Linked DNA regions of Mus musculus: region 2 is linked to region 1. Evidence: chromatin contacts called from public promoter capture Hi-C data. All regions are on one chromosome and are shown on one strand. The core of a region is the stretch at or near the end of the contact, and the rest is flanking DNA. Distances in the headings are between cores, read along the strand shown. Region 1 has its middle 19 kb from the start of Gm34983. Region 2 has its middle 53 kb from the start of Gm20110.

Region 1 (2,946 bases), core at 121-2,620:
CTGCTCCTTTAGTTAATAGTCCATAAAAAATGGTTTTATGATATTTTACACAAAATTATAGATGAGTCAGTCTATGTACTGACAATATTCATTAGCATAATACCCCACACCACACACATTACAATAGTAAATGCTTGCTTGAGAATAAGTTCACAGACAGCTTAAATGCAGAATCAGTAAGTAACCAGTTCCCTACTGTGTGCAAATTAATTCCCTACTTAATGCTCACAGCAATAGGAAAACACAGGAGCTTGGCCACTTTAGGAAGGGACTTTAAACCTAACTGGTGAAAGACATATGAATAAAATAGATCGCTGGGCCCCTAGGCACATCCTAAGGAAGATGCTAACAGAATAAAACTGGCAATTAGTGAACATTACACATTGTGTTCCATTCGTTCTGCGTGAAAATCAAACAGAAAAGCGCTCGAGAAGTCCATAGTGCAGTCCTCATTGTGACATGTCCTGAAAGGAACGTAAATCATTTTCTTTAACAGCACTGAGCTTGTTTGTTTTGTCGGATTGCCCACTCTAGTTCTTGAGAAATAATGACCACAGCTCCTCCAACGGCCTGCAGCGTTCTCTAAGGTTCCATGGGAGAGCTTTCCAGATGAGATTTAAACAAGCTGAGGTTTAAACACAACGTGGTAGCCAAGGCTGCCATTTTAACCTTTTAAATAATACTTTTTCGCTAGCATGCTATCACAATACTATCATAATGTTTAATAAACAAAACCTCAGCAGAGCTTTATGCTAGCTAGTGCTGGGTGCATTGACTTGGCATTTCCAACTTGACTCAGGTTTCAGTTGATCTCAGGAGGAAGATTTCTCCTACAGCCAGGGTACCCACAAGACAACAAGGTGATTGCTGAGACCTCCCATTCGCAAATACATCTCATGCTGATCACAATTTGTTTCATGATGTATAAAGAGACGAAAATAATACAAAAACAAATAAGATGATAAATACTCCATACAAATCATGTCCCAGCGGGTCTCATTTCACGTCTTCTGATTACAGCATTGGTTCGTTCGGTTTATCGGCTTTGTGATGAGTGAATTTGTTGAAACTGAACTCATGAAGTTACTTCTACTGCTAACATACCTTCTACCCGAATACAGCGTAGTGTTATGAGATATTTTTTGAAGGGAATTTCTGGACAACTAAATTCCACTGGGAAAGTTGTTCTGCGAAATCCTTTCTAGATCAACAAGATTATGCGTCTCTGAGAAAGGCTCCAGTCTACAACAGAAACACCGAACCATCCTAGGGTTTCTAGCCTATCGAGCACTCTTCACACCAGTAGGGCCACCAGCAGAGTCAGCCTAGGGTGCAGTATGGTCTTCCTCTTCCCACTGGGTTTTGCACAACACCTGCGAGTTAATCAGGATGTTTTGGGGTGTGCCTGCACTTCTCTGTCAACATCTCAGCTTTGGGCAGATGCCAGCCTGTAAGAGATTTTCATCTTGAGGCCGCTTCCTTTCTTGCAACACTGGTTGGACTGTTGCCAAAATCATCAAGCTACCGAGGGAACATCCCTTTTTACTTACTCCCATCCATTTCTGGATCAAAGAACCAGCCCTGAGTGCTACGACTGAAGATAGGCTTTTTTCCCCCACTCCTTCTTATTAATTACTCAACTAAAACAATCCTCACTAATCTCATTAGTCCCTTCTTTTTGACATGTTACTATCTCAGTACTGAGTTCATCTCAAGGATTTCTGCTTTGGTTTTGTTTGTTTGTTTTGCTTTTCGATTAAAGAAGAACGGAATGATTTAGGGCTACAATAATACTTATCATTCTATGAATATTCAGGTCTTTGTTTCTACATAGAAATAACAATGCAATTTCAATGCCTAATGACTATGGCAGTTTGTGTGTGTGTATGTGTGTGTGTGTGTGTGTGTGTGTTTGTGTGTGTGTGTGTGTGTGTGTGTGTGTGTGTGTGTATACCCACGGAGGCTAGAGATGGACATTGTAATTTTGCTACTCTTATGAATCATAATGTATATATGTGACATGCAGGGTATCTGATATGTGACCCCCATGAAAGGGTCATTAGACTCTAAAGGGGGTTGCAATCCATAGGTCAAGAACCTCTGTTTTACGCCATACTTTTGAAACAAGATCTCTCACCAATCTTGGGGCTCCATGATTTGGAACCCAAAAGTTCCAGGTCCCTTCCTCTTCCCATCCTAGTCGCTGGTTCCTGGCACTCTGATCACAGTCACAATCTATTTACCCAGCTTTATACGTGGGTGCCAGGAAGCTGAACTCAAGTTCTCATGCTTGCCAAGGCTAGCACTCTGCTAACTGGATTCTCCATTCCTCATTGCAGCATTTGTAAATATTAATCTCCACACATGCCGTGTATTTACTGACGCCAATGTAATGAAAATTGAAGCAACAGTGAGAATGGCCAAACCCCAACACACTGACAACTATAAATTGCTACAAAAGTGTGGACCACAAGAACTCATTTATTGTTGGGACAATACAAAATAGTACCATCATGGTAGAAGACAGTTTGGCAGCTTCGTGCAAAACACAAACTGTATGATACACCAGTCACTCTTTGGTGCTCAGTAAATGGAGTTGAAAACGTGTGTTCATGCAGGAACCTGAGTATGAATGTTCCACACTCAGTGGAACAAAGCTTAGATGCAGTCCCTCATCAGTGAATAGATAAATTCTGATACATAGAGTGGGGATTTACTCAGTTGTTTTAAAAAAAAAATGAGCCAATACCAAGCTTAGAATGCAGTTCAGTGGGAGAGTTCTTGCCTAGCATATCGAAGGCTTAGGTTCCGCTTCCTAAGGCTACAAAAACAAAACACTGGAAAAAAAAAACATGGATGCATTAAATGCATAGTGATAAAGTGAAAGAAACCAACATGAAAGGGTGCGTCCCATATGATTCCAATGTGATGTCATTCTGGAAAAGA
Region 2 (2,946 bases), core at 284-2,783, 110 kb before region 1:
TTGGTGCTGTCTTCTGGCCTCAGTGGATAGCTATTCCTCATATATGACACACATAAACTCATACAGGCACATACATACATACATACATACACATAAGAAAAAAGAAGGAAAGGAGGGAGGGAGGGAGGAGAGAGAGAGAAGAAAAAAGGAATCCCATTGACACACAAAACAATGAAACTTAACATATGAGCTGAGTTAATTATAACACAAATATCCCATAAGCCCAGTACTTAAGGGCTAAGGCTATGATCTGGTGATGGAGGGTTTGCCTTGCCTTGCCTTGCCTTGCCTTGCCTTGCCTTGCCTTGCCTTGCCTTGCCTTGCCTTGCCTTGCCTTGCCTTGCCTTGCCTTGCCTTGCCTTGCCTACGCAAGACCCTAGGTTTGATCTTCAAAAAGTCTCAGTGACTTAACATAATAAGGTTCTATTTCTTGTTGCCCCTCTTCTGTGTCTTTGAAGTCCTGACCATACAGCTCTAATACGGAGAAGGGAACACCTGAGAAAGCTTTGTAGACAGGACTGTGTATCACTCCCTTCTCATACTCAATCACACACACACACACACACACACACACACACACACACACACACACACACCAGACACAAGGCTGCATCTAACTTCAAAGAAGGCTGAGAGGAAGAAAATATAGTCTGCGCATGTGTCTCCAGCTGTGTGGAGAACAGAGAAACACCAAGCCAGTCGGGAAAGCCGTAGCCTGGGCTCACTTCCGACCTTGGTGATTTAATTTACTACACAAGCCTCGAGGTCAGAAGCTCACATCTGTGCTGCCGAGTTAGAATCTACTCTACATATGTATCCTCTTGAGCTTACATACCTTTGGGATCAATGACAAATGTCAGCTTTGATAGTAAAAGCACCAGTTCTGATACAAAATACAGAATCCTCCCGCAAACACTGAGGGATTTGATCACTGGATCGGACTAATAAGTAAAACAGGATAGGCATTAAAATGCTAAACACAGCTGTAATAACACTCAGCTCCAGGGCACTGTCATCGAGTGCTTTTGGGCAAACACAGAAACTCCAACCACCACCCCCCACCCCCGGGTTCACATAATGGAGAATAAAAGAAGAAATACAAAGAACGTATACACAAGGAATGAGACCACTGCATTTGGGGCTATGCTTGACTACCTGCCTTGAGAAGGACTAAGATGAATTCATAAGATTTGCCTGCCCTCAGTCAATAATTGTTAGAAAACTGTCAGGCCAAAGATGGATGACATCATGCAGGGCAAATGAAGATCATTTCCTCCTCCATTGATCGGCACTAGGGATTTGTTTATACCCCAGCTGCCTAGACCTTGTTGTAAGTAACCAGATACTGCAGGTTGGAGAGTGGCTTTCCATTTGCATCACTGGCTACAGAGGGAAGCCAACAGGAAACACGACTGTGATTCAGATAACATGTTTTAATTGAAATCAATACCAGCGCCAGCAAAGCTGCTTGGTACGGCAGTGCTATGCACCAATGGAATAGTTTCATGGTCGCTGCCAGTGACAACTGTTATCAAGAATGAACTAATAACTTCAACCGTGACTCACCCGTGCTTTCTAGGAGGAAGGGAAAAACTCACTGAACCGGTGAAAGTTTTCAATTAGGAAAAACAAATTTACCCTTTGAGGTTTCTATTACACTTTGGTCTTTGACTCAAGTTCAGTTTCAATTTGAGGTTCCATTAGCTGGAGCACCGTGTTCTTCTGATAACCTTCTGGACCCTTTCTGTTTCATTCACATTTCAGATTATACCGGGGTTAAAAACAAAAAAGAAAAAGGATAATTATGATAATTAGTAACTACTGAGCATTTTCTAGTTAGTGAAGCATATTTTAATCAAGGACGAGCAAAACCAGCGAAGCTTATTTGTAAAGAACCAAAATTGAAAACTCATTTCAGCTCTGTGGGCCAACCAGTGTTAATTGCTATTCCTTCATTCTGCTCTTGTTACTGAAAGGGGACACAAATAGTACATACTGAATAGATAGCTCTGTGTCTCGGTAAGCTTTGATTTATGAAAACCAAGTGCAGGTTAAATCTGGTCTGTAGGACCCTGTTGTATGTTCCATGTTTTACCACATAGCCCCGGCTAAGGAAGGTGCTACTATTCTTATTTTCCACATAAATTCATTCACTACAGGCTGTTAATATTGAGTTAAAATATATGGAATAGCAAAGTGTTCTCTATTACCAAAGAAGACCCCACCCCATGGTTCCTACTTGATCATGTTACTGCTCTGTCCAAGAACTAAATTAAAAAGGCCTATAAAAGAGCAAAAGATTAACCCAGGCCTTATCATTTATAAATGCAACCGCTTGTTTAAAGGGTTGCCCAACTCTACCCTCTTGTTGACCTAAACTTGAGTCAAATGATTCAGGATCCAAAGTATGTTAAAAAGTCAGATGACACTAAAATCAAATGCTTTTCAACTATGAAAAGTCCTGAAATAAAGTTTCTTTCTATGGCTCATGAAGCTTCTAAGTCACATGTAGGGCTAATAACTATGCCAAACGTGAAGGCTGTTTGAGAATTTGTTTTATTTCTGGCAAATAGCATGTTCATGAAATCCATGTTTGATTCCCACAAGACTAGGAAGCGTGTGTATTTCTCTAAGACACGGCACCTAACACAAGGAAGTTGTTTGTTTTTTGTTTGTTTGTTTGTTTGTTTGTTTGTTTGTTTGTTTTGGGGTTTTTTTTTAGAAATATGTGTGCCTTTCCTTATAGAATATGAGTGTAATAAATGTAACATATTACTGCTGCTTAAGCAGAGCCTCTAGTCGAATTCTCTAATAGAAAGGAAGATAAATACGAACAAGTATTTGATCTTTGTGCTATTGCTCATAATCAAATGAGAATTAAAACATGTTATAGCCATTCCAAGAAAGAAAGAGTTTAGACAGCAAAGCAAAGGTTTGAGCTCTAAC

The links. Promoter capture Hi-C pulls out the DNA fragments that hold promoters and counts their contacts.
Region 2: a promoter capture Hi-C map of liver shows a contact between it and region 1, with 2.7 times the contacts expected there. The contact joins two enhancer-like sites. A contact is called at or near these places in 9 of 39 promoter capture datasets (3T3-L1-derived adipocytes, the C10 cell line, the HPC-7 cell line and 5 more), 1 of 15 datasets of contacts at CTCF or cohesin (the NIH/3T3 cell line), 9 of 484 Hi-C or Micro-C datasets (the N1E-115 cell line, bone marrow-derived macrophages, embryonic stem cells and 2 more) and 1 of 115 datasets of contacts at active chromatin or transcription factors (CD8 T cells).

Annotation. Positions count from the first base shown.
Region 1 is chr10:99,439,720-99,442,665 of GRCm38.p6, reverse strand. No RefSeq gene overlaps it. Among named protein-coding and RNA genes, the nearest start is that of Gm34983, 19 kb to the left of the region's middle. Within about 2 kb of position 1,370, at least 73 of the 459 cell types and tissues checked have an H3K27ac peak or open chromatin away from gene starts, as enhancers often do. A contact at or near this core is called in the N1E-115 cell line and liver, where this site is marked.
Region 2 is chr10:99,554,623-99,557,568 of GRCm38.p6, reverse strand. No RefSeq gene overlaps it. Among named protein-coding and RNA genes, the nearest start is that of Gm20110, 53 kb to the left of the region's middle. Within about 2 kb of position 1,533, at least 36 of the 459 cell types and tissues checked have an H3K27ac peak or open chromatin away from gene starts, as enhancers often do. A contact at or near this core is called in the N1E-115 cell line and liver, where this site is marked.